4 separate regions of the Mus musculus genome follow, and regions 1, 2 and 4 are each linked to region 3. Evidence: chromatin contacts called from public promoter capture Hi-C data. All regions are on one chromosome and are shown on one strand. The core of a region is the stretch at or near the end of the contact, and the rest is flanking DNA. Distances in the headings are between cores, read along the strand shown. Region 1 holds the start of Boc (biregional cell adhesion molecule-related/down-regulated by oncogenes (Cdon) binding protein). Region 2 holds the start of Gcsam (germinal center associated, signaling and motility). Region 3 holds the start of Ccdc80 (coiled-coil domain containing 80). Region 4 holds the start of BC016579 (cDNA sequence, BC016579).

Evidence for each region. Promoter capture Hi-C pulls out the DNA fragments that hold promoters and counts their contacts. Capture Hi-C pulls out chosen DNA fragments and counts their contacts.
Region 1: a promoter capture Hi-C map of adipose tissue shows a contact between it and region 3, with 3 times the contacts expected there. The contact joins the promoter of Boc here to the promoter of Ccdc80 in region 3. A contact is called at or near these places in 4 of 39 promoter capture datasets (the 3T3-L1 cell line, liver and pre-B cells), 1 of 484 Hi-C or Micro-C datasets (uterus), 1 of 115 datasets of contacts at active chromatin or transcription factors (astrocytes) and 3 of 9 other capture datasets (adipose tissue, liver and macrophages).
Region 2: a promoter capture Hi-C map of pre-B cells shows a contact between it and region 3, with 5 times the contacts expected there. The contact joins the promoter of Gcsam here to the promoter of Ccdc80 in region 3. A contact is called at or near these places in 4 of 39 promoter capture datasets (hippocampal neurons, pre-B cells, second pharyngeal arch cranial neural crest and 1 more).
Region 4: a contact with region 3 is called in a promoter capture Hi-C map of pre-B cells, with 4 times the contacts expected there. The contact joins the promoter of BC016579 here to the promoter of Ccdc80 in region 3. A contact is called at or near these places in 3 of 39 promoter capture datasets (hippocampal neurons, liver and pre-B cells), 1 of 115 datasets of contacts at active chromatin or transcription factors (astrocytes) and 2 of 9 other capture datasets (adipose tissue and liver).

What each region holds. Positions count from the first base shown.
Region 1 is chr16:44,556,480-44,561,259 of GRCm38.p6, reverse strand. It overlaps Boc (biregional cell adhesion molecule-related/down-regulated by oncogenes (Cdon) binding protein), which reads left to right and starts at 2,390. Exons shown (of 19, transcript NM_172506.2): 1 at 2,390-2,822. Mir3081 (microRNA 3081) reads left to right here and starts at 3,131; the gene lies at 3,131-3,214.
Region 2 is chr16:45,608,482-45,613,404 of GRCm38.p6, reverse strand. Gcsam (germinal center associated, signaling and motility) reads right to left here and starts at 2,965. Exons shown (of 5, transcript NM_008099.4): 1 at 2,845-2,965. The coding sequence starts at 2,873.
Region 3 is chr16:45,090,995-45,095,410 of GRCm38.p6, reverse strand. Ccdc80 (coiled-coil domain containing 80) reads right to left here and starts at 1,400. Exons shown (of 8, transcript NM_026439.3): 1 at 986-1,400; 2 at 1-539. The coding sequence starts at 528.
Region 4 is chr16:45,651,097-45,656,123 of GRCm38.p6, reverse strand. BC016579 (cDNA sequence, BC016579) reads left to right here and starts at 2,006. Exons shown (of 6, transcript NM_145389.2): 1 at 2,006-2,223. The coding sequence starts at 2,083.

The DNA.
Region 1 (4,780 bases), core at 1,141-3,640, 540 kb after region 3:
AAGATCCACAAAAACAATAAACACATCTGAGTGCCAACAGCGAGTCTGAAGCTGCAGATCTGTGTTCAGCCTAAATCATAGCACAGGCAAGTAAGTGGGCATGGTGATCAGCCAGCCTGCGGGAGATGCAAGGTCCCCCTCCTGGCTAAATACATGTGAGCAAGGATGAATGCTTTGACTCCGAATGCAAAGACTGTGTGGACCTCAAGTCCAGAGTGGGAAGAAGGGAGAGCCCTAAGGGAAGAATAAGTTGAGCAGGTAGGAGGAGACATCTCTGGGATGCTAGGCTGTGCATGGTAGTGTAGGAATACGGACATCTAAGAACTCCAAGTGCCTTGTTATTACTGAATCTCACCATCGCCAGTGGGAGTGGTATTTGGAAAGTACTTCTGAAAAGCAGAAAGCTGGGGTTGGAGAAATACCTCAGTGGTTAAGAGCACTGGCTACTCTTCCTGAGGATTCGGATTCAATTCCCAGCCCCCACATGGCAATTTACAACTCTCTGTAACACCAGTTCCACGAGATCCAATGCCCTCTTCTGGCCTCCACAGGCACCAGGCTCTTATATAGTATACAGATACACATGCAGCCAAAACACCCACATGCACAAGAAAATAAAATTAATTAAAAACCTTAATAAATAAAAAAATAAAACTTTGAGAAAGGGGAGAAGAAAAGCAGGCCATTACCTGTTTGGGGCTCTAGGGAAAGGCAGTGTTCACACAGTAGGGAACTGTCAGCTGTCAGCTGATGTTTTCCTTTCCTCTGGGGATTACTTCTGTTCCCAGGGTGGTTCTCAGGTCCCACTGTCCTCTGTTGTGCCACAGAGGGACAGTGAGATGGCAGAGGCTAACATCATCACTGAACAGGGGGGAGAGAAACAGGTCTTGCAGACTGTTCTCCAAACTGATGGAAATTAAAAAGGAGGAAAGTGTGTTGGGGTTGGAGGGAGGTTCAAAGAGGGATTTCAGAGCCCTTTCACTGTCTTATTAAACTATGGCACCCCTTGATCCATTTGGCCACGGGGATATGCCCAGCAATCTAGGCATGTAGAAATGCCAGATAAATCAGTGCAGAGACTGACTCCTGCTCTAATTAACAAACTCGGGGAGGAAAGAATGCTGGAAAATGTGGAATCTTTCCCTTCCTCCTACTGCTTCAATTGGAATCATGTGCTGAGGACAACCAAAAGCAACAGAAAATAAAACCGTGACCTAAAAAAAATTTTTAAGTGATTTCTTTTCTGTCACATGGTGACTTTCTGAGTCCCAAGGCCACAGTTCTGCCATTCAGGGAAGACAGCACCTCTCTTCACCGTGCTCTTCCCTGGCTGACCCACTCCAAGGGCCACCTCCTCTCCACCTTGGAACAAGGCTTTGACAAATGGCTTAACTCCTAAAATATAAGGGATAAGAAACTCTCACAGAGTCTGGTGCATTTTTAGAAAATCTAGCGTTGCCAACTTAATTTAGTATTGGGCTTGTGTGTGAAAGTGCGTTTTTGTTGCCGTTGTTGTTTGTTTGTTTTTAAATGTGTACCCGAACTAACAGTTTCAGATCACCTGAAAACTAAAGAAATCCTTTCTTAGCACAGACTTGCTGAATCAGAAGTTGGAGGTGGAGCCCATCCATCTACGTTGTAACAATTTGTCCAAAGAAGTTCCCGACAATGGGTTTGAAAATTACTGTGTGCATGTTTTCTCTCCAACCAACACGGAGGTAACGGACTAACTCTCCGTGACATCACCCCCCACCCCTTTCCTAGGATGCTGAAAGGGGAGGTCAAGCCAAAGACCTGGCAAACCCTTCCCTGCCAGCCAAGTGTCTGGGAAGGCTGTTTTATGGCTTTGCCATGATGAGGTTTCTTATCATTTTCCTAATTGCCCTTGCCCTGCCTTACATTTGTTTGTTTGTTTATTTATTTATTTAGGTGATGGTGGTTGGGGGATTGCCCTGCTTTTATTAATTGTAACTTTGTTTTTATTGCATTATCTGGTAGGTTTGTTTGTTTGTTCAGAATGATAGAGAAATTGAGAAGTGGGTGCCAGCACGGGAAGGAGGGGTAGTGCTGGCCAAGGGAAGGGTCCAAGGTGAAGCTAAGCAGGGTGGACCGGCACCCCCGCGCGTGGGAGAAAGGCACTTTTGGTGTGGTCAAAGAAAATAATTTGGAAGGACTGAGGGAATTTAACGCAGTGCAAAGAAAGTAGGCGTTAAGGGAAAAATTGTTCTAAAATTGGGGGGGACTTGTGGTCCCTCCCCCCCCCCCCCACTCCAGTTTCCTTTTCAAGACTTTTTTGCTTTGCTCCCTTTTGCTCCTCCCCCTCCTCCCCGCCTCCTCGGCTCCCCTCCCCTCTTCGAGCGGTAATGGGAGGCTCCTAGGCAGGAGAAGCAAAAGAAGGAATTGTTTGCAAGTTCAGTCATCCAAAAAAGCGTCTTCCATATGGAGGGATTGGGTGCGCTGGGCGCGGCGTCCTCTGCCTTGCCCGCCTGCTGCCGCCGCTGCCACCACGGCTCTGGCTTCCTGCAGTGGGGACCCTGAGCTGGGTCTCGCTGGTGTCAGCTCCGGCCGGCCGCATTCTCACACTCTCGCACCTCGTACCCGCCGCGGCCACACAAGCCCTTCCTCCTCCGGCCGCAACTTCTGGGTCCTGGGCTCTTTTGTTGCTCCGGCTGCGGCCACTCTGCCGTGGTGTGTGTCCTCTTGTGTCACCGCGCTGTGCGTGTGTGTGTCGGTGTGCGCGGGGGCCGTGTGGCCCTTCTCCGCTTCACCACGCGGGACCCGGAGTCCCGGCCCCCTCTTCCCAGGCTCCGGCTGCAGGCGAGGTGAGTCATGTCGCTGAAGTTTGTTTTCTTTTCATAAAAAGTTGTGTTTATTTGTTGGTTTGGGGATAGGAGGCGTGTGGGAGGCGGCCGCCCGTCCTGGGATGCCGAGGGCTCCCGGGAGACGTGCTGCAGGGCGCGGGCTCCAAGCGCTGGGCTGGGGCTCCGCCTGGGGCTCCGGCAGCTAGGCTAGGACCGGGGTTGGGGCCCCTAGTGCTTGACTGGGTTTCAAGCTGGAGGCTCACTTTGGGGCTCAGGGTGTTCTGTTGGGGTTCAGACGGAGTTTGGATCTCTGGGTTGGAGCTCGAGCGCTGGGCTGGGGCTCAGACTGGAGCTTGGAGCGGTGAGCTGGACTCGGGCTTGCGCTCCGATCTCTGAGCTGGGCTCTTGCCCGGAATCCCAGCGCTTGACTGGATCCGACTAGAGTCAGGGCCTGACGCCGCACGAAGTTCCCGGAGCCGCCACTGCTTGTGCTCCTCCGCCCAGCCGAGGGCCGCCGGGCTTCCCTCTCTTGCCCGGTCTGGCTCGGTTAGCTCCCGCGGTTCCCGGAAGCTGCTCCGGTGGTAGGAAGATTCAGACATCTTCCCAAACTCACCCCGAAGGGCTGACAGGGTGCCCTGGTTGCACAGCCAAGCGGTGGGAACAAGCCCACACTCGACACCGATTTGCTTCTTTAAGGGGAGAAGTTATCAGCGAGGTTTTAAAAGGAAAATCCTAAGTCAGGGACCAAGGGAGACCAAAAGCTAAACAGCTCTTAAAAAATCTTCTTGGCTGGACCGGTGGATGGGAGGCACTGAATTAATTGGCATCCAGAGGTGTCTGTGAGAGTAAAGCATCAGCAAGAGGTGTGTGTGTGTGTGTGTGTGTGTGTGTGTGTGTGTGTGTGTGTGTGTGTGGTGTCCCACTGGGGTTTTGTTTCTATTAACTATGAGAAGGTTGAGAAGTGATTTTGTGGGTCAAGTGGTAGAGAAGGCTGTGGAAGAAAGGGAAAGGCAAAATGAACTTTCTGCGGGGATTACGAAGGGTCTGTCGGTTTTCCTGGTGGAAAAGAACTCAGGGGTTGAGAGACTGGTCAACCTGGAGGTGGCTCTGTTGACTTTTGGAGATGGGGTGACCCATGCTCAGTCCCTTGAAACAAGAGTTGTCCTCTAGGGATGTGGCAGTTTCGTCTAAGAATACCCAAACCACATACCAGCAATCCCAAACAGGCACTTTCTGGGTGTGGTGAGGTGCCGTGTGCTCCCTTATTCTTTCCCAGCAAGCTCCATGGCAGCAAGTGTGTGAACTGGAGTTACCTCTTACCGGATGACTGGAAAAGCGTGCTTCTGCTTCAGGCCATGTGCCTGAAATGTCCTGGACCAGCACGTTTGTCACCTAGCTCTTTGTTGTCCAGAATTTTGAAAGCACAGATCGCTTAATGAATGTAGCATCATGGATTCTTGAATATTGTAAACACTTCTGATTTATTCTACCACTGGCTTCTAAATCTAAGTAACCTCGCCCCATGATCTTCTTTCCCTCCTTCTTCCCTCTCTCCCTCCTTCCCCTCTTCCATTCCCTCCTTCCCTTCCTCTCTCCTTCCTTTCTTTTTCTTTTTGCATCTTTTGCCTTGGCCATAAGTCTTCTCCAGAATAGCGTGGAAACCATTAAAAAGGTCTTGTTAGATCAACATGAAGGGCTTGGGTGTCCATACATCTGGATGTCCTGTTTTCTGAGCTTTACTTAAAGTGACTCTGAGGCAAGAGGTTGGCCACTTTGAGGTGTGGAACAGGTTTCCCAGGAGCTCTCTGAGGTCTTATAATTGGCCCTTCTTAATGGTCTAATAATTGAGACCCAGGAGGTTCCCATGGCAATCTTGAAGTACTCTGGGGTCAGCGGGACAGAATCGGGGTGGAAACAGCAGTAGAGTTATGACTTCCCAGCTAGATGACTTTTCAGAGTGAATTTATGCAGAGGCAAAA
Region 2 (4,923 bases), core at 1,716-4,215, 520 kb before region 3:
CTCAAGGCTTAACATGACAAAGCTAAGGCAGAGATTTGAGCACAAAGGTATATTATTCCACAAACAAAGAAGCAACAGGATTTCAGATCTTTATTTCAGGTTGTACCAGGGACTTACACATCTGATTTCCTGTTGCCAAGGAGACACAGGCTCTTAGAATTGCAGCATGTCTCCTGTTCAGTGTAAGGCAGTCTTGTTGTCTATCTGTCCTTCACACACTCACCACCATAATGGATGGCCTCAGCTGTGGGGGATGTGTAGCCTCCACCCTGATAAATCCTTCTTCCTGGGTAGCTGGGTAGCATATACTCTCACCTGCATGTTCTTCCCTTGGCACTGAGTCTCAGATTCCAAGGTGTTTCCTGCATGTCCAGCTGCCATCTAAGATTTAAATATCAGAAATGGACCAAGTGTTTCCTTCCATAATCCGCACTGAAGTTCTATGTTTCTCTCAACTTTTTTTGTTTCTTTTGTTTATGTGCAATCCTGAACCATCTAAGCATTTCCCTCATTGCCCTGTCATCTATGAATGGCCCCTTCTGAAGCTCGGAGCACTGCCGGTGGTTTCAGATCTAACATCTTTATCACTACAAGAAACAGTCCATCTGTGATGCTAAAAACATTCCTGAGAATCCTCATCAGCCTGAAAATACCACCTCACCTTTTATTCACTGAGTTTCCAGGGCCTGCACCCAAGTAATAGGCTTCAATGAGTTAGCACCTTTCTCAGAAATTCAAAGAACAAGGGATATATAGAAAGGGAAGGAAAGAATAAAATAGAGACAATAAAGTCATTCACTGGATTGGATTTCTGTTTAAACTCTTTTTTTCCCAATTTGCTGGAAATTGAGAATATGAAGAAGTAAAATTGGTGAGTACTTCTTTGTATGCACCAGTCTTTTTATGCGCTGCATTCCATTTAGTTTCAGAACAAGGCCATCAGTTGATGCTATTGTCCTGTTATTTATTAAAAAGGAATCTGGGGACAGAATTTAGGCAACTTGTTTGAGGTTCTACAACCAAGAAGGGGGAAAAGCTGGGTTTCCTTTTGGGAAAATGCTTTTCTCTAAGACCTTGGGCTCTTCCTGTTAGGAAGAGATATTTTCTGTCCTCTGATCTACAGAGACATAGAAAGGAATGTGCCCACGGGGATAAAAGAAGAAAGATGGACAACAGGTGCCAGCATAGGAAGAGGGATGCTGGAATAACTGGGCAATTATTTAGGGATACAAAATAATATCTGAACCATGCATTGATGTATAAGACTAAATGTAAATTAATAAATCACACACTAAAACAATGAGTGTGTGAATTGGTAAGGAAGGACTACCAGGAATGAGCACAGGGAAAGAAACCTAAGGGATTTCCTGAAAGAATTGGATCATCTTTAAAATGTAATGAACACAGATAATAAAAATCAAACCACAGACTAGAAAACAATATTAATTTCTGCAATATTTATGAAAAGAAACCATTAAAAATACAAATAGCTTTTAACTTCAGAAACGTAATACACTAAACCTCAAAGAAAAATTAATTGAAGGCATACTGGCTCTTAGTAGAAAAGGAAATACAAGTGACTATCAGATATAGGAGCTAAAATAAAGACTGTGGGTATAAAGCTGTAACTCTAAGTGTGGTTAGCAGCTCATCTCATCTTCTTCTGCTTGTATTTCTATACACTTCACCTTCTCATAGTAAATATACTTTGGTGCTACACCACTTAACCCCACAGCAAAGTTCTGAAACACGAAAGTGCAGGTATGTCATCTATCACTGCTTCTTCATCTATACCATATCTTCATTTTGCTTTCTCTCTCCTCAGGAATGCTTCCAGTCATCAGTCTAGCACTGAGTACCTGCTGTGTGCCAGAAACAAAGGCAAGAACCAGGCATTCACAAAGCAGTGAGCAGAAATTAAGAAGCAATTGTGCTTTACAGGATGTCACAGGGAGCTATAAGGGCAGCCATTCATAATCTTACTAAGGCTACTAGAAGCAGGAGGAGGCTTGGGAGAGTCCAGGGCAAATACTGGCTCTCTGGAAAAGACGTGAATACTGCCAAGCCTCCTTTGGGTAAGTAGCATTTGTGTAAGACGTCATTTTTCTATGTTCCCCTTTATATGTTATATAAGACCAAGGCAGCAAGGAAGACCCCCTGCCAGACCTCTATAGATCACCTAACTTTATACCATAGAAATTCTCTTATTTTGTGTGATCATATTTTCTTTTACATGTGTTCTCTTTGATTGAATGAAAAATTTGCTCTGAAAATTGAGAAGAGTCCCCCATCACTGAGACCTTCTCTGTCAGGGACCATGGTGCCACCATCTACACTTGGAACCTCCGGGTAGGATTATAAATTTTTTTTCCATTTAAAATGAGGAGACCAAAGTCCAGGAAGATGAAGGCAAGTCTTCTCCCTAGTGACAAGACCTTTTCCTTAACCCGCCTATAAGTGTACTAACTGCCGTCTCAACATGGCAGGAAATGTGGTGTTTATTTTAAATTTATAAAGACTCCCCGAAAGGGTGGGCACATATAACTCATTCAGGAACATCCAGGGCCCAAGAAAGGATGCCTTTCCCCAGCCCCAGGACAGCTGTTTCATTTCTTAGATGGACAGGAGTCCTCCTTTAATAAGTTCTTTCTCTCATTTCACCTGTTCTTATGTTCTCATTGTCTCTGTGTGTGAAAACCTGTAAGGATAGTCACATGGTGTATGGCTCAGGAGGGACTGAATTCTTGTCACACCCCTTCCCTAGTCCATTCACCCTAAAAGCTGTCCTCTTTTTTTCTTTCACCTCTGGCTCAGGTCTCTGCTCGCAGGAGGGAGTGAGCTCACCTGGTTGTCCTCTGCAAACAGTTCCCCATGAGGCAGGCCCCTCAGCACCTTCCCTCTGGTAGTCTCCACTTCCTTCTCAGCCGGCTTGCACCTTGGTCTGGCACTGTGCTCTGTAACTGGCAGTTTCCGACTGACAGTAGCTTCAGAGCTGCTCTGGTCACCCGTGTAGAGTCAGAAAGAGGAGGTGCCTGCTGGATGGTGGAGGAAGAGGCTGAGGGGGAGATGAGAGGCACATTTGTGTGTCTTGAAAGACCAGGGCCTTGATGCACCAGACTATTAACCAAAGGAAAAAAAGGTTGGTTAGGGAGAGGGTTAGCCACTAGGGAGTCCCAGGCTTTTCCTAACGGAGGAACCATGGGAGATTTTCCATGGCAGACACCTGTATTTAGTAAGAAAGTCAAATGGGAGAGGATCATTGTTTAGAAGCAAACAAAACAAAAAAGTCTGAAATATCAAATACCCCCCCTCAAAAAAAAAAAAAAACTCCAAAAGGGAAAACAGAATCAAGCCACAGTCTAGCTGGGCATATATAAACTTTCAAAATGTACTCACGAGCACATATACTGGAGTAACTGTACAAACAAGGCAAGTTGAGAGGGACCATTGCTGAGTGAAGTGGCCACAGAGCCATAGAGAGGGGAATCATAGGGTAAAATGGTTTGATGTGGGAAATGGGAAAAATAGGAGCACTCTAATTACTGTGTGTGTGTGTGTGTGTGTGTGTGTGTGTGTGTGTGTGTGTGTGAAGGATGATAAATCCAGAAGGAAGAAGGTAAAATAACAGTAAGGATGGCTGAAAAAGTCATAAGGAGTCATACTACTAGCTCTCTACCTAAAAATACCTGTAGTTATGGAAGTCCGTGCATAAATATATTGGTTTAAATAAAAATTCCCCATCTTGTCTGACAATGCCTCCTCCAAAAGTCAAAATTCATCTAACCGAAACGGCAGCACCACCCTTTATAAATCATCTTTTGAGCTGTTGGTTAGGGCTATCAAAGACTCCCTAAACACAGAGCCTTATTGCTATTGCTCTTGGCTGCCCTCTAAAGGCAGAATTTGAGTCCATATTGCTGCAGATACCTTGCATTTCAGAGGCCCAGACTCCCAGGACCCAGAAATAACCTGAATATCTCCTGGACTGCTTGCCAGGAGCACCCCACTCCCTGCACAGACAGGTGGCAATGATATTAGGAAAGGATCTTGTTCTTTGTCTCCACCGTAGTGGCTGTGTGTCTGTGCCTTCTTTACTATGGTACTAAGGATGTGTAAACTGTATATAAGTTATACTGCTTAAATGAATCCTGGGACTGCAATCATCGTTTGAATGATGGTTGTTTCTTGTTTGGTTACTCATTTGTTCATCCCGTCAACAAGTGTGTGTTGAGAACCTACTGTGTGCCGAGGACCTTGGGCTCAACAGTGAGCAGAACAGAGGAGATATATTTCTTTATTTGACTTTCAGCAATACAGAAGTCATATCTAAGGCAAACAGCAGGATGGGGACTGTCTTAGTTATTGTTCTGTTGCTGTGAAAGACAATATGAACAAATCACCCCGTATGGAAGAAAGTAATTGTGGGCTTGCTTCCAGTTTCAGGGGATTCACTCTGGTGGAAAGCAGACAGGCGTGGCCTAGGAGCAGTCGCTGAGAACTTCACATCCTGATCTGCAGGCAGCAGAGAGAACAAGGACTTTGCCTTGTTTGGGATTTTTTTGAAAGCTTTAACCACCACCACCACCACCCTCCCCCACAACTGAAAAAAGGTCACACATACTTTAACAAGGCCACACCTCCTAATTCTCCCCAAATGTTTACACTGGCTGTTTACAACCAGAGTCAAAGCATTAGGGGCGGGGATTGAAAAATCAGTCTGCCTTGTCATTTTGGGTTATTGAATCCCAGTTTTCAAGTTTCAGTTTTACTACCGACCACTAGATGAAGACACTGAGCTGTGGAAGTCTCAGATACCAGGAAAGAAAATGTGTTGATTCTGCAAGAGGTGGAGCTGGGCATTCACTACATTGTTGGTGTGGTACAGACTTGGGGCTAAATAAACTGCTCCCACTGCACAGGTGA
Region 3 (4,416 bases), core at 151-2,650:
ATACACGTCGTCCTTCAGGAGGCTCATCATGAGGCGGTAGTAGCCCTCTGAGGCGTGAGGGGCTGAGATGACCCATACCCTGTTCTTTCCTGCAAAGCTGGCCAGGATATTGGGAGAGCTAGATCCAGAGGGGAATCGCAACATTCTTGTCCGAGCAGAAGACCCCTCATCTCGGACCATCTCACGCGCCGAGCTCCTAGCTATGGGTCTCACCTCAGGTCTGACTGGAACTCCATTGATACCTGAGGGGGGTGGTCTCATGGTCGGGTGAGCTAATCTCAACACTGGTACACTCTTCCTCCTTTGGAAAGGCTGAGGATTTGGTTCTTCCTGGGTGGATTTCTCAACTCCACCAGACCTCCCGGTGTGCCTCAGATACCGAGCTGACCTACTGCTGATTGGAGAAACCAAAGGTACTTTCCGTCCAGTGTGGCTGTCGCTATCCAAGGCAGGAGAATGAGATGCTGAGCCACACACCAGCCACATGGCCAAGAGCGTGGTGAAGTGGGGTCCCATTTTCCACATCATTGTATTATCCACTTGGGGACGCAGAGGGGGTATAATACAAAAATGAAAATAACATAAAATGAGAAGGGAGAAAAAGAAAAGAAAAAAAGTCATTAATTGCAAGCAGAGCTGGGCATGATCTCTTTCTCTAACTTGGCCAAAAAGAAAGGGCAGGAGATAGTTAAAGAAGAAAAAGGAGGGCAAGCAGAGGAGGGCAAACAGAGAGAGGGCTTCTCTTAAACTGCTGCGATTGTCAGTGCTTAGCAGAGTCAGTCTTTAAGCAGGAAATCCAGCTTTGATTTACAGGCGGCAGGCATGAGGCACGCCTGCTCTGCCTCAGCTGTGCCCAGATGCACCAGAGACTGTGTAAACTGAGCATGCTAATTATGAATTCTAACTGTGAATGTGCATTCACACTTCATGTCTTCAAACAAGCAACAAGGAAACAAACACCAGAGAGCAAGGTTGGCACACTTACACAGTGGTTCATGGAGATGCTTGCAGAGGCTTTCCAGAGAAACGTGAAGGTTGGTCCCCAGGACAGTTTCCTAGGTGAGATCGGTTCCTTCCTGCTCTCTGTCTCCTTGTCTGTCTGCAAAGCAGCCCCAGGGAGCCCAGCCTGGGCCGATTCCTTTTGCTGGCTGTGTCTTTTACCTTCTGGTCCAGTGGGAGGAGGTGAACGCTGCTGTCCTTGGGACCGTTTGTATCTCCATTTGTCTGCAGTTTCTCCTGGGTCTGTGTGTGCCGGTCCTTGGTTGCCACAGGGATCTTCCTGAAAGTGAAGTCCTAGTGATTTCTGAATCTCGCTCTTCCCTTCTGTGGAGTTTTCCCAGAACTTCTTATCACCCTTCCCCTCCTGCAGTCTGGCCGAGTCCCTTTGTTTCCGAGCGTAAAAAAAAAAAAAAAAAAAAAAAAAAAAAAAAAACACCAGGATTAATATGTTTTCCAGGCTGAGGGAAAACAGAGAAGCCTGAATGTGAAAAGGGACAATTTCCCCCTTCCCTTCCGTCTCTCCTCCCTTTATTTCCCCCCACCTTCTCTTCTCCCTTTTCTCCCCCTTCTCCTTCTATTTTTTCCTCATCTGGATTCCATCCCAGAAATGTCAGGGCTACTTCAGGTTTGCTCCAAACCAAACTCAAACAACAGCACTGGAAATCAAGAAAACTTCACTAAGAATTTAACAGATCAGCAAAACACGCCTCCTTCCCCTCTCAGTACATGGAGAGTCTGTGAACCTGGAGAGGAAGGAGAGGGCTGTGCTTGGGCTGGGAAAAGTTTTGAAACTCTACACATCATTGTAAATCACCTCAGAATAGGATGACTGAGGACTTAACCCCTTCCATACCGAGCCATGGGGCGGGACCTTCCCCCTCCTGTGGATTCTCACACTACAGTTTGAGAAGGGGAAAGTCCTCAGGTTGCTCCATCTGACTGGGTTCCCTAGAGACAGCTGCTCACTTGGGCCACAGATATTGGCATTGCATTTCGAGACAGTATGCATCTATTTATAGTTCCACGTGTATATTTTTATCTCTTTCTGCCTGCTTTATGCTTTGAGTTCTGGGTTGGAAAAGCCCATGGAAAACATGACTAAGTTGTTTTTATATTATGCTAATTGGGGCTCAAGTTACTGTGTTCTCGGTCCTTATTTCTCCTTGGGATGGGGGTGAAGCTGGTAAAAGGTTAGCAATGCAGGCAAAGGCTGCTGTCTCCTGAGACTGCAGTTGGACATTACATCAGGGAATGGGCATTCTGGCTCCCAGCTTCTCTAGAAATGGTGAGCTCTCTCTCTCTCTCTCTCTCTCTCTCTCTCTCTCTCTCTCTCTCTCTGTGTGTGTGTGTGTGTGTGTGTGTGTGTGTGTGTTACAATATTCAGCTCTCCAGATGCTTTAAGAACCTAAAATGCTTAGTCAGTCCCTAGAAGTAGATGTATGCTTGGCTGGGAAGGTGCCTCAGCTGGTAAAGTCTTTGCTTCTCGCAGTATGAGAGCCTGAATTCAGATCCCCAGCATTTACAGAAAAACTGGGTACTGAGGCTGTAACTCTGGCACTGAGGGAAAAGGAGCAGAGGCAGGTGGGTCACTGGAACTCACTCCTCAGCCTTTCTAGCTGATACAACCAGCTCTAGGCTCAATGGGAGCCCCTGTCTCAAAAAAGTAAGGTGGAGGCGCTAGTCGGACTCACTGGTTAAGAGCATCAGTTGCTCTTGAAGAAGACTTGGGTTTGATTTCCAGCACCACATGGTGGCTCACAATCATCTGCAGCTACAGTTCCAGGCAATATGGACCGTTCTGACTTCTGCAGTCACCAGACATTGCCTGTGTGTGTGTGTTCATGAGCACACACACACACACACACACACACACACACACACACACACACACACACAAAGGAAAGGCTTTCATACACATTAAATAAATAAGGTAGAGAGTGGCTGAGGAATATAACTGACATCAGCATCTTAACTCCACTCCCTGCAATGTGTGCACGCATATGAATGTGAACAGATGCACATAAGACACACAGCCACACAAACACACAAAGAAATAGTCATATAAGGCTCTACAGGAGAGACTATGGCAGCTTTCCCACTCACCTTCTGGGTCTGTCATGAGGACTCAGCGTTAGGGGAGAAGAGAAGACATCTCAGGTCCCGTGGGCATTTCTCCCAACCTCTCCAAATTTATATTAACTGTCGACAACAGTGGCAGCCCAGGCTCCACCAAAACCCGGTGAACTAAGCCATACAAACAGCTCCCCTGGATGGGTGAAAACCTCATCCCTAGTTGCATCCATCCCACAACCAGCTCCATCCCTCCCAGTTACAGGCGTCTTCCCTGCACATAAAGAAAACTCTGAGCACAGAGTTGAGGAAATTCCTGTAGGTGGTGTTGGATATAGCACTCTTATGTCATTGTTTAGAGTGCACAGGATGCCAAACAGGAATGATGCCCACCATGCTCCACTATGTTCATAGCAGCATTATTTATAATAGCCAGAAGCTGGAAAGAACCCAGATGCCCCTCAACAGAGGAATGGATACAGAAAATGTGGTACATCTACACAATGGAGTACTACTCAGCTATTAAAAAGAATGAATTTATGAAATTCCTAGCCAAATGGATGGACCTGGAGGGCATCATCCTGAGTGAGGTAACACATTCACAAAGGAACTCACACAATATGTACTCACTGATAAGTGGATATTAGCCCAAAACCTAGGATACCCAAGATATAAGATACAATTTCCTAAACACATGAAACTCAAGAAAAATGAAGACTGAAGTGTGGACACTATGCCCCTCCTTAGAAGTGGGAACAAAACACCCTTGGAAGGAGTTACAGAGACAAAGTTTGGAGCTGAGATTAAAGGGTGGACCATGTAGAGACTGCCTTATCCAGGGATCCACCCCATAATCAGCATCCAAACGCTGACACCATTGCATACACTAGCAAGATTTTATCGAAAGGACCCAGATGTAGCTGTCTCTTGTGAGACTATGCCGGGGCCTAGCAAACACAGAAGTGGATGCCCACAGTCAGCTAATGGATGGATCACAGGGCTCCCAATGGAGGAGCTAGAGAAAGTAGCCAAGGAGCTAAAGGGATCTGCAACCCTATAGGTGGATCAACATTATGAACTAACCAGTACCCCGGAGCTCTTGACTCTAACTGCATATGTATCAAAAGATGGCCTAGTCGGCCATCACTGGAAAGAGAGGCCCATTGGACACACAAACTTCATATGCCCCAGAACAGGGGAACGCCAGGGCCAAAAAGGGGGAGTGGGCGGGTAGGGGAGTGGGGGTGGGTGGGTATGGGGGACTTTTGGTATAGCATTGGAAATGTAAATGAGCTAAATACCTAATAAAAAATGGAAAGAAAAAAAACAAACAAAAAAAAAAAAACA
Region 4 (5,027 bases), core at 757-3,256, 560 kb before region 3:
GATAGGTGTTCTTCCTCTGTGTTCCAATGCAAGAAGAGACATTTACAAGGATTGAGACAAACATGGCACATAGTAAGATATCTCTGGGAAGCCATACCTGACTGTCAGCATTATCACAAAACTCAATGCACAAAACAAAGGCACCTCATAAATGGAAATTTAGCAAAACTCAGTAACTGGCAGAGGAGGTAGCAAATGTGTTGGTTTCCAATGCAATTTGATCTGTCGGCATCAAGATGGATCATGGGTGCACAGCATCATGTTGCCTACAAAGAAACTGACCCACCCCACACAAAACTCAGGGTTTCCAATCTTCACTAAGCGACAGAAAGCAGAATGGTAAGAGGTGGACTGAGGCATACCTCTGAGCTCTTGGTCACACAGGTGGCCAGCAGTGAAAGGCCAGATGCATTTTGGGTGAGTGTTCTGAAAGTCAAACTTTTCAGGTATGCTATCTCCTGGCTTCTGGTTGTTTTTGTAAAATTTAAAGGGCCAAGATTTCAATTTGTTCTCAAAGCCTCGTAATGCATGGTTTGAATAGCTGTAAGTCTATAGTACTTGCTCAGCCCATCCCAGTTCTTGATTTATCTTAATTTAGAGAGTGTCTCACTCCATATTAGAACCGTATTTTTCCTGTCAGAGGGCAGAGTTAACCGTAGCACCAAACAAGTAAAATGGGATGAAAAAGAATTTCAAAGGAGAAATAGTAACACTATATTAAACAGGACTCAGAGCACTGCACAGAACTGTAGAGAAAGTAGAATTGAAAGGACAGAGAACAGGAAATGTTATTTTCCAAATTAGTAAAAGTGATTGGCAAATTATGACTACCCTGTGATAATGAGTATTTCCAGTTCATAGTACTTAGTTCAATTTTCTAAAAACACTTTCTTTGGGATTAAGGATAAACATCACAATAACAGCATCTCTCTGGTGACTGGTGATAAAACCCAGGGGTAGGGCCATATACCTGGGCTGAGCCCCTAGCACTGCAAAGAAAAGAGATATTTCCAAATATTTCTGGAATCCTCAAACTGGTCTTAATAACTATCTATGTGAGAGGAAGGAAATGGGGAGAGGATGGTGGTTCTGAAAAGAAGGTTTAGCTAGAGGCAAGATCTTTGGACCAATACCCAATACACACTTTGCTTTGCAAACGTAATTCCCGGCTCACTAAGCCAGTTCTGAGCTGTGCATGGGGTGTGGAAGGCATTGTATGCTTCCTGACACATGGGCCTTTTCTTCAGGTGCGGTGTTCATGACCCCTCCTCTCAAAGATAAACAATAATCAGTAAATCAGTAATGTTTATGAATTTTTGCTTCTGCGAGTCACTGTCTTCTGTGCTGAGAAACACAAGCGTATGAAGAACTCACACAGTGCCGATTGCCCTTACTAGTCTAAGGGATACTGATACTGCCCCTGTGCCTGAATCAGGAGGGGCGTGGCTGCTCCTTTCAATGGAGAGCAAAGCCATAGAGGTAGAGGTAGTGTATGAAAATTACTTCGGGGCTGTGTATTATTCATCTTCGTGTGTTCGGAATCAAGCATGCTGCCTGGCACACGGAAGATGATTCATAGCTGTTTGTTGATTTGGTAGATGAGCCCTCGCTAGACAGTGAGTACTGGAGTAAGTTTCAGCATCACACTGGTCCAGGTAGAAGGCTGGAAAGTTTCCGGAACCGCACCCTCCCCCGTCCCCCAACACCCTCCCCACCCAACCCTGCCTATCCCTTCCTTGCCACAGTCCAGCTTGCAATCAGGCCCTGTGAGCTTCTGCGGTCTGCATCCACACGGAAAGGCATTGCAGCTAGCACCCTGAACAAACCTGAAAAACAGCCGGTCCCACTTGCATCTACCTTTCCTGAGCAAGGTCAGCTAACCAAAGCCGGAGTGCTTCCACTCTCTCTGGCTTCGCCCCTCCCCTCCAGGTCCGCCACCGCAGGCCTATCTGGCGCCGCCCGAGGTCTACCTGCCGCGCCTGGTGGGTGGAGTGTGAGCTGAGTAGTCTCCCTGTGCTGGACTCTGCACCCTTAGGTGCTAGAGTCTTGCCTCTCAGCGGAGCCTCCGTCTTCGGCGCTGCCATGGAAGAAGGGTCCAGATCCCAATCGCCCCGGGAAGAGCTGGAGCTCTCGATGCTGGACGGGCCTCAGGAAGAGCTGACACCTCTCAACAATGACCTTCGGATCCAGCCTAACTCCGCTGAGGACCCTAGCCCAGCCCAGGTAAGGACTTAGGGTTCTGGCGTGACAGCAGGGAAGGGGCCTGGCACCACTTAAAGGCTCCAAAGCGTCCTTCCAGCGCCCAGGACACGCAAAGAAGGGGAGGTTAAAGAAAGCAAGAACTTTTGGAATTTCTTAGATCAGACCCCTCCATTATGAGACTCGGACCTCGCCTAGAGACTTCAGGAATCCTGTAGAGGGGCGTGGCTGCTCCTTTCAATGGAGAGCAAAGCCTTAGAGGTAGAGGTGCTGTTTGAAAATTATGTAACTTTTAACTTGTTTTTCTTTCCCAAATAAAAATAGAGTGATGGATTGAATCATATTGTCTCTCTCCCCGTTCGCTTCTCCGCTTTCTCTCTCTCCCCTTTCTCCCTTCCAGCACCCCACCACCACCTCTAGGGGCGTGCAATCCACTGTCTCCTACCTTTAACCAGCCCTATGTCCTCCGCGCCCTCCCCCCACCTTCAAACACATTTTGTTATCTCCCACTTTGGCCACTGCTTCCTCCAGAAGAAAAGCAGGCAAAGAACACGAGGAGGAAAGAGCTGCTGCGTCCAGACTGAGGGTTGTGAACTGTTGTGAACTTGCCAGCTTAGTACAAGGGAAATACTTTCTAAGTTCTACCTAAGAACTAGCCTCACTGTCTTTTCATCTCTGAGGAAGTCCTTAAGGGTGTGTAGGTTGAACCCTTCTCTGATATCATAACATTACTCACAGATCAAATACTTGTAAAACATCAGAGAGTTTGAATGCTGAGCCACCTGTCTTCTCATCAACTCCAAAGGTTTACTTGAGTTTTACTGGGCACACTCAATTTTCTGGACGCATTGTTTTAGCCTGGTTTTTCTCACCCCACTCCACCCCCATCCCTCTTGGGCTCAAGTTCTGACTTTAGTAGAATTCAAAGCTCGAAAACATTACTCTTGGTCCACTGTGATTCCTGAAAACACTGTGTGGCAATGCCTTATTTTATGAGTACCCTGGAGTCTAAGTTGGCACCTTCTGTTTGTATGAAATAAGACCACAGATGAGTGAAAATCGGAAGGTAATGCCTGAAGGCCAGTGCAAGAAGCCATAATCAGGAACTTTCTGTATGATTCTCCAGGGCAGAGCCTGGGCAGGAGAATTAGAAATACTTACCTCAAGTTAGTCAGGCCCAGTACATCCCCAAAGATTGAGACATTCTCCAGGGGGGAAAAAGTGTTTGAGCCCAGAGACGCTGTGAAACAATCTTAATGTCATATGCTCCATTTATGTGAAACAATGTTAATACCATATGCTCCGTTTAGGCCCTGAGAGCCCTAGAGAACAGTTGAGAACACGCCAAATCCATACCAGGTATCAGAATCTTACATTTGCGTAGCACCTGCTTTGTAAAGAATAGGCTTCAGTGTCCTAGTGACTTCCTTGTTAGTCAGACGTATGTAGATGTGCCAGACTTCCTTGTAATTTGGCGTTGTAGGTGTCTAAATAGGAAAATTTCAATAACTGATAGAATGGGGTGAGGGTAGAGAACCTGAAGAGCGTTCTAGAAATACTGGAATGGTAGCACTTTACTGAGAAGAGAGAGGACAAAACCTCAAACCCTTCCCTAGCATGTTCATCAGTCTCTGACTCTAGAGAATAGGTTGAAATGTGTTTCAACATGAATGGTCAGTTAGTGACGTTCATTCAGTAAGGACTGGTTAGCACAAGCACATGGTCTATATACTTAAAATTTTTGTGTCCCCATCTTAAGTTGTGTGATAATAGTTCTGACTTTTGTTCTTATTTAAGTCCATACACTTTCCAAAGCATATGTTTTGTACCTATTGCTGCTATGTGCAACTGTGTAACACATCAATGCAGCTAATTATTAAGGGTAGAAGGAGCTGCCCTAGTTAGCATGAACTGTCAACTTGAGACAGCAAAAAATCACCTGACAAGAGTCTCAGTTGAGTAACTGTATCAGGTTGATCTGTGGGTATGTTTGTAAGGGATTGTCTTGATTATCTATTGATAAGGGAGGATCCAGGCTACTGTTGGGGATATCATTCCTGGACGGGTAGTCCTGGGCTATAAGAAAACTGGTTCAGCATGAGCCAGTGTGAAAGCTAGCTAACAGCATTCCGTCATAAATTCTGCTTCAGATTCCTCCTTGAGGTCCTGCCCTGACTTCCCTCAAGGAAGGCCTCTGACCTAGAAGTGTAAGCCAAATAAGGAAGCCCTTCCTTCCTTCTTCCCCCACCCCTCCAAGTTAGTTTTGTTCAGAGTGTTAGGTCATAGGGACACAGATAAAAGTGGAAGAGGAGGGTGCTAGTTTTCTGGTTTGACAGATGAAATAGCTGACTGAAGAAGCTGAAGCTCCAGAGATACAGCCCAGCAGCTCAGGGTCACTCAGTGGGGCCTTCTAAAGTTCAGACTCAATGACTTTCAATGTCTCAGGTCTACATTGTTCATCAGTTTTAAGAAAACATTACTTTGATTTCCTCCTCCTCTCTCTCTCTCTCTCTCTCTCTCTCTCTCTCTCTCTCTCTCTCTCTGTGTGTGTGTGTGTGTGTGTGTGTGTGTGTGTGTGTGTGGTGTGCGCATGGGCCATGATGTACATCCTGAGGTATCAGGAGATGACCTGCTGGAGTTAGGTTTATTTTTCTACTGTGTGTATCCCAGGGATCAAACTCAGGGTGTCAGGTTTGGCTGTGAGGCCTTTATCTGCTAAGCCATTTTGCTGGCCCCACCTGATTAATTTTCTCCTGTATAGGTGAATATATTTGACGCGATTTATAGATTTATATAATTTTATTTATAGTTGCCTCAATTACAAATTA